Linked DNA regions of Cricetulus griseus: region 1 is linked to region 2. The links are chromatin contacts, called in public Micro-C maps. All regions are on one chromosome and are shown on one strand. The core of a region is the stretch at or near the end of the contact, and the rest is flanking DNA. Distances in the headings are between cores, read along the strand shown.

Region 1 (3,384 bases), core at 551-3,050, 140 kb before region 2:
ACCGGCACTGGCAGGGAGGAGGCAGCTGAAGTGTTCCAGAGTCACCATGAGCTAAGAGACTCAACAGCCAAAGCTCAGAGAATAACACAGAAAGAAGCTAAGAATTCCAGAGTCCTCCATGAGCTCTGAGCTATAACACTAGGGAAGAACTAAAGGGTTTCCAGGGCAGGAAGGAGGGGGCTCTGAAGAACAAAAAGTGGGTACTGCAGAGCTTGGTCTATTTGACATCAAGGGTCCTTACACTGAAATTCAAGAGTTGTAACTACTGGGCACTGGGCACTCTACATCCTGAGCAGCAAGCTCTGCCTTGTGTACCTGGATCAATAACAAGCCTCAGGCTTTGACAGCTTGGAACTGAAGCCCAGCCTGTGAGTCCCTGGAACAACACTAAAGGAGCAACCTAGAACAGCACACAGCCTCTGTCCCTAGCCAGGTGTTGGGCGTATTAGTTACTAGTCATTCGCCCTATATGTTGCTCATTCAAGCAGCACTACATTAACTCAATGTAGAAATCTACAGTGATTATCCAAGTAATTTGGGCAGGGAAACCTTACCACCTTCCACGTAGAGCTAATCACATCTTTGAATTCACATGGACTTGAGAGACTAACTGCATGTAACGTACATACGGAAGGCACACCCAGCTCCACTGCCCACACTAGACCAATGGACATGTATTTTAAAGGGTCGCAATAGGTTAAAAAAAAAGTTTTATACACAGAAATCTTGCCTTTCTGAGTAAGCCACAGAAATGTTGAGGTCCTGTTTATAGGGAATATTGCTGATGTCCACTTCTCATGCTTTGTCCAACTAAAAACAGGAAAACTGACTTTTTAAAAGGTCTGGGCATGGTGAATCACAACTGCAATCGCAGTACTTAAAAGGTGGGTGCAGGCAGTTCAAGGACAGACTGAGTTCCACCCAACAGTGAGCTCTAAGCCTGCCTGGGCCCCTTGGGATTCTTTCTCAAAACTATACCAAAACTCCTAAACAACTAAAACCCCACGAAGAACCCTAAACAAAACAAGAATTGGAGTGAGAACAAGAAGTGACGGACAAGGGGTAGGGGCGGAACTGGAGGCAGGGAGATGACTGACCATGTAGTGTACTGAGGCACTCAGAAAATGAAGCCTGTACTTACCGCCAAGCTTTTAAAAGAAAGGTGGGGAGAAGATATCTTTCTTATTATTCGGACTCCCTGCGCCAGTCAGACAGTTACACATCACACCCTGCACCAGTCAGCCTTCTCTCGTGCTCCCGACAAGGAAAAGACTGCAAGTCAGCTATCCACTTCCTGGGGCTGAGCCACTAGCAATGCTGGTCTCAGCCCCAGGTCCAGTGTCTCCCGCCTACGGGGTGGAGCCAGGATGATCTAGGGCCTAAGCTCCTAGGCCTTCAGCTTCAGGCCCTCAGGCCTGGGCAGCTCAGAGCGGGTTTGAGCAGGTCTCAGGCTCTGCCCCCGCCAGAGGGCCCAGATTCTCGGGATCTAAGAAGTAGGCGGGGCGAGCCCAGGCTCCGCTAAGCGGCCTCAACTCCCCCAGGGCCGGCCCTCGAGGCGGTGTAGATCTCAGGCCCCGCCCCTCGATCACCGCCTGTCTGCAGGTTCTAGAAAGAGGAGGTGTCCCAGGCTCTGCCCCTTGGCCGCAACTTCAAGTTCAGGTCCTTGGGGCGGAATAGGTCCTAGACTCCGCCCCTTAAGTTTCGAAGGGTGGGGGTCTAGGCTCCGCCCCTCGGCGATGGCCAGCCGCTCCTGAGGGAGGTGTTCAGGCTCCGCCCCTCTGGGCGTAGTGAGGCCCAAGCCCCGCCCCTCTACGGCCGCAGCTGGTTCCGGCCCGATCGCTCGCGGTCCCGCCTCGCTACAGGAGCGCCCGGAGGACCGCTTACCGGGAGCAGCGCGGAGTTGGCCAGGGTCCTTGGTAGCACCCGTCTGTGTGCTAGCGGAGCCCCACTGTGAGCGGTGAGTACCACGCGGTCCCGGGCGTCCGTGCAGGCCTTTTCACGTTGCAGACCGCGGCGACATGGGACGAGCCGGGGGAGGCCGCCGAGCTCGCTCCTGGGGTGACCTCCCCTCCCGCTCCTCAGCCTGCGTCTCTTTGGACTGGGAGTGGCTCCACTCGGCGCCCCGGGAGTTCTCGCCTTGGCTGTGAGAGCCGCGCCGGGGAGTATGCCAGGCCTGGCCTACGGGATAGAGAAGGCTGCGATTGTGGCCGGCAGATTAGGCGCCCGCCAACAGGGGACGAATGGAAGTGGGGTGAGGGCTAGAGATCTCCTCAATGGAATGGTCGGGTTCAGAGATCATGGTGATTGATTGAGAAACCCAAGGTGAACGGGGCTGTTCTAGTTGGCTAGGCCGGTACACTAGAACCACACATCTCCCTGCAACACTCATGACAGCCTCTAAGCAGAAGTTGCTGAACTTTTGGACTTAGGACCGTTTGTGTGCTTAAGGAACCTTTGTTATATGAGTTGTACCTATTGATATTTGCCGTGTATAAATAAAAATTATAGACACTTAATGTACTTAATAATTCAGAACAGGCCACTTATATTTAACATAACACTTTTTAAAATCCTATATTTTCCAAAACAAAGTTATTGAGAGTGGCATTGTTTTACATTTCTGCAAATCTCTGCTTAGAAGAAGACAGGTGGATTTTTTTTTTTTTTTCCGAGATAGGTTTTCTCGGTGTAACAGCCCTAGCTGACCTGGAACTCGTTCACTTTGTAGACCAGGCTGTGCTCGCACTCACAGAGATCCCCCTGCCTCTGCCTATGGAAGTGTTGAGATTAAAGGACTGCGCCGCCACCACCTGCTGGCAGCTGGATTCTTATATCTGCTTCTGCATTGCGGGATGACATGTCATGTAGCTTCTAGAGACTTTCAAGTACACTCCTGAAAATGTAGCATCTTCATATTGTTTGGAAGTGCTTTTGACCTTGCAGTTACCTAAGTGTTCTCTGTGCACCACACCTTAGAACCACTGGGGTAGTGTATGCTTCGGAGGCTTAGTTCACAGGATTCCCTACCTTGTTTATGAACCTTCCTCCCAGCACCATGTAGAGTGTTAAGTGTTAATCTCCGATATGTAGGACCATTTGACCTCACTTTGGAACTAGGTACTAGATCCCCACACTTGATGGTGACTTCTGCAAACTCAGGGGTGTTCACGTGCGCCTTGATTGTTTCTATGCCTGCTGAGTTGACCCACACAAGCATCAGGATTGCAGAATTGATGTGGCAAACTGGACTGGTGGGTTCTGAGAAGTATGTATAGAGAGAGAGCCCATGCCAAATGTATAGAGATTGGTGTAAGATTGCCAAGTAGTTGAGAGGTCTTTTCTAGAGTATCAGGGTGGTGAGCCCAGCGGTGGTGCCACACACCT
Region 2 (3,445 bases), core at 137-2,636:
CAAGACAGGGTTTCTCTGTGTACCCCTTGTTGTCCTGGAACTTACTCTAAGCTACACTGGCCTCGAACTCAGGGACTAGCCTGCCTGTCTCCCAAGCGCTGGGATTGAAGGCTGGAGCTAGATTTCAAATATCAGTATAAAAATAATTTATCCGAACCAGGCACCCTGGAATACCCTGCATTCCCAGCACACTGGAAGAGGAAGGCAAGAGTAGTCAGAAAATCAAGGTCATCCTCTGCTACAAAAGAACTCCAGGACAGTCTTGGCTACAAGAGTCCCTGCCCCAAAATGGGGCATTAGGGGTTTGCTTGAGAACTATTCCCCGTGAAAGCCACTCACTCCAGATAAGATGATTGAGTGCGCCAACTGCGGCTTTTCCTTTTGCATTTCATGTACTAAAAATCCAAACCCTCAATTCCTCCCAAACAACAATCTCTACCTATTAGTAGCTTAAATCTTAAGCACCTGTTTCTCTGTTTCTTAATCTAGAAACTTACCCACCAAAAAACGCTTTCCAGTTTCAGTCTTAAATCCCTGTGCTTACTTCTTCACTGCCCCTCTCCAGTCTACAAATCAGAATTACCAGCCCAGAAGGAAAGCTGCACTAACTAGATGTGTGATGAAGTTGCAAGGCACACAAACCCTGCCCGCCCACATGTTTAATACTGCACAACTTCACTGTCTTAGTGGTTTCCTTGCCCTGAAAACGGCTGGCATGGATGGAAAGACAGACACACGACATACATTACATAACAAGGATCAACTGAAATGCTACTCCCATTTCACAGACTGGGTCCAGGGGCTGAGGACTCGCCAAGGTCACACTTCCTAGCAGGGGCCGCAGTTCTGCTGGGACACACTGCACTTTCCAGTATTCATTCAAGCTCGCGCTCCTCGGGCGGCGCTGTGTGACACTCCCCTCCTTCGCCCACCGCCACCGATCCACAGGTGCCCCCGTGTCGTAGCGACATCGCGACCCCGGCCTTCGGAGGCCCGTTCCCGGTCCCGCCAAACCGGACTCACCTCCGAGGACGCGGGGGCAGGCCCGGCCGGGCCGCTGGAGGCCAGCTCCCGTCGGTTCAGTAAGCTCGGCCGGTGGCGGCAGGATCCGCGAAGGCGTACCCGGCGGCTTCGGCGCCTCCCCTCTTCAGCAGGCGCCAGAGGGGGCGCTTCTCCCTCCTCGCGAGACAGCGGAGACCCCGGCGGCGGCGGCTGCGACCCCTGTGACGTAGAACGCTCATCACCAAAGGCAGTTTGGGGGCGGAGAGAAGGCGAGGCCCATCCTTCCACCCCCTCCGAGCCCGCCCAGCAAACGGCGGCCCCACCCCCCACGTTCCGGGCGCGTGCGCCGTGGAAGGAGCCCGCAGGGGGCGGAGCCTAGGGCAGACGCCAGACCCTGCCCAGCCCCCCACCACGGGGGGCGCGTGTTTGGGGGTGGGGGCGGAAAGGCACGAACTCATCGCTGCCAAATAACGCGGAAAAACCGAAACCCCACGAACTTCGACGAGTTCCTGTAATCCTCTCGAGTGTAACAAGAATCGGACCGAGTCCCACAGAGCCTTCGTCCCCATGTCTTCTTTAGCTGGGATGAACACCAGGCGTCGAGCACTTCCCCAGCCATCGCCTGTCTCCTAGCGGCCTGCTTCCCCTTCCCGCCCCTGCAATCCAGACTAAAACCGTGTCTGACATCCGCGCCCGAAGCCGCGCAGTCCGGGCTCCGCCAGCCAGGGCTCCTGGGCGGACGTCGCCAGCATCCTCAGGCCGAGCTGCCCGCCTGCCAAACTGCTCTCCTTGGGACTTGGTATTTCACATTTGCTGAGGTCCTAGACTCGATTAAACATCCCGTCGACACTTGCTGAGTGGCAGGTCCACCATGCGGGTAACACATTTTTAAAAATGCCACATATCTAAAAACATTCCCAGTAGTAAGCGACAGCATTCTTACTAGACGTTCTCGATGAATGGCCGAACTAACAGTTTACAACGATTCTCCAGTTACATAAGGGAGTGGATGATACTGTTCGTGCCAAGCATACACATATAATCGTTTATCCACATCTTGTGGAAACGGACGCGGGTATGGGACGGCAACTTTAATTCTAACAGCCTATTTTCAAATAAACTCACATGCACACGATGGCACACTATTCTGCGCTATAAGGCACTGCGACTGGAGGAAAAGGGGACTGAGGAATGTCCATCTAAGCGCAAAAAAAGCGCGATTTTAAAATTTTTTATTTCCTCCGCTGCCTGAAAGGCGGGCTAGGCCCGGATCACGTGACGCGCCCCAACTTCGGGCGGAAGCGCGCCGGGAACCGCGGAAAGATGGCTGCTGCAGCGGGGCGGACGGCTTCGGGGAGCGAGCTCTAGGTCCGCGCCACCCCACCCCTGCTGATCCCTTACCATGAGGCCCGTGAGTCGCCGCACCCTGGACTGGATTTACTCCGCGGTAGGTAGCGAGGACGATGGAACTCCCAGGCGCCGCACCCCTCTGCCCGCGAGGCAAAGGCCGACTGTTCGTCTACAGCTCGGAACTCCAAAACCCATTCCTATATTGAGCGTTTACGCCCCGCCCCCGACTCCGCCTCTTCCTGGAGGACACGCTTTTCCGCCCCTGACGTCATGGCTATCGGGCCCTGGCCTCAGGCCTGGGTCCTAGTGCCTGACAGGCTGCTCCCACCTGTAGCTAGCTGGTAACCTGGCCTGAGCAGGCCAACTACCCAGCACATTGATTTTTCTTTTCGCCTTTCCTCCCCTCTTTTAGTTGCTACTTGTGATCGTTTTGCTCTCCTGGGGATTCGTCATCTACGCATCAACTGTAGCTGCACGACGACAGCTACAGAAGGCTTTTCCAGACAAATTCTTTGAAATGAACGAACTTTGGTAGTTCCCAGCAAAACCTGGTTTTGTCCCTCAAATGGCACCTATGTAGACTTAAAAGTAAAATTCACAATACAAAATTGTGTATGGTCTTTTGTGATACGCGTTAGCATGCTAATTTTTCATATGGATCAAACAGCCCTTTCTTTCTGTATCAGGTTATAGATTTTTTGTTTGTTTGTTTTTTGTTTTTCGAGACAGGGTTTCTCTGTGTAGCTTTGGAGTCTATCCTGGAACCGGCTCTTGTAGACCAAGCTGGTCTCAAACTCACAGAGATCCGCCTGCCTCTGCCTCCTGAGTGCTTGGACTAAAGGCGTGTGCCACCACTACAGGGCCAGATCATAGATTTTCATTCTAGTGCTTCAAACACTTCATAACCTCATGCCACATCAGTATGTAAACAAACCTATCACGTGATTAAAACGTGTTTTGCATCCTGTTTATCAAAACGGACAGGAAAAAAGTAGCTGATGGCTCTTTAGTATTTGTCTTTTTTACTGTCGGTCTCAAGAAATATTAACAACACTCTGAGAATAAGCTTTATTAGTTACTTTTCCAGGAAACA

What was found. A called contact is a pair of places that touch in the nucleus more often than the background predicts.
Region 1: a Micro-C map of the CHO-K1 cell line shows a contact between it and region 2, with 3 times the contacts expected there. The contact joins the promoter of Aco1 here to the promoter of Smim27 in region 2. A contact is called at or near these places in 3 of 8 Hi-C or Micro-C datasets (the CHL-YN cell line, the CHO-K1 cell line and liver).

What each region holds. Positions count from the first base shown.
Region 1 is chr2:102,423,473-102,426,856 of CriGri-PICRH-1.0, reverse strand. It overlaps Aco1 (cytoplasmic aconitate hydratase), which reads left to right and starts at 1,800. Exons shown (of 21, transcript XM_027403382.2): 1 at 1,800-1,957. It overlaps LOC103160299 (a long non-coding RNA gene), which reads right to left and starts at 1,455. Exons shown (of 5, transcript XR_003482911.2): 1 at 1,142-1,455.
Region 2 is chr2:102,286,651-102,290,095 of CriGri-PICRH-1.0, reverse strand. Smim27 (small integral membrane protein 27) reads left to right here and starts at 1,386. Exons shown (of 3, transcript XM_035439927.1): 1 at 1,386-1,879; 2 at 2,258-2,449; 3 at 2,765-2,990. The coding sequence starts at 2,405. The coding sequence ends at 2,887. Topors (E3 ubiquitin-protein ligase Topors) reads right to left here and starts at 2,561. Exons shown (of 3, transcript XM_027403374.2): 1 at 2,404-2,561; 2 at 1,024-1,221. The coding sequence starts at 2,406. It overlaps Ndufb6 (NADH dehydrogenase [ubiquinone] 1 beta subcomplex subunit 6), which reads right to left. Exons shown (of 3, transcript XM_027403379.2): 3 at 3,406-3,445.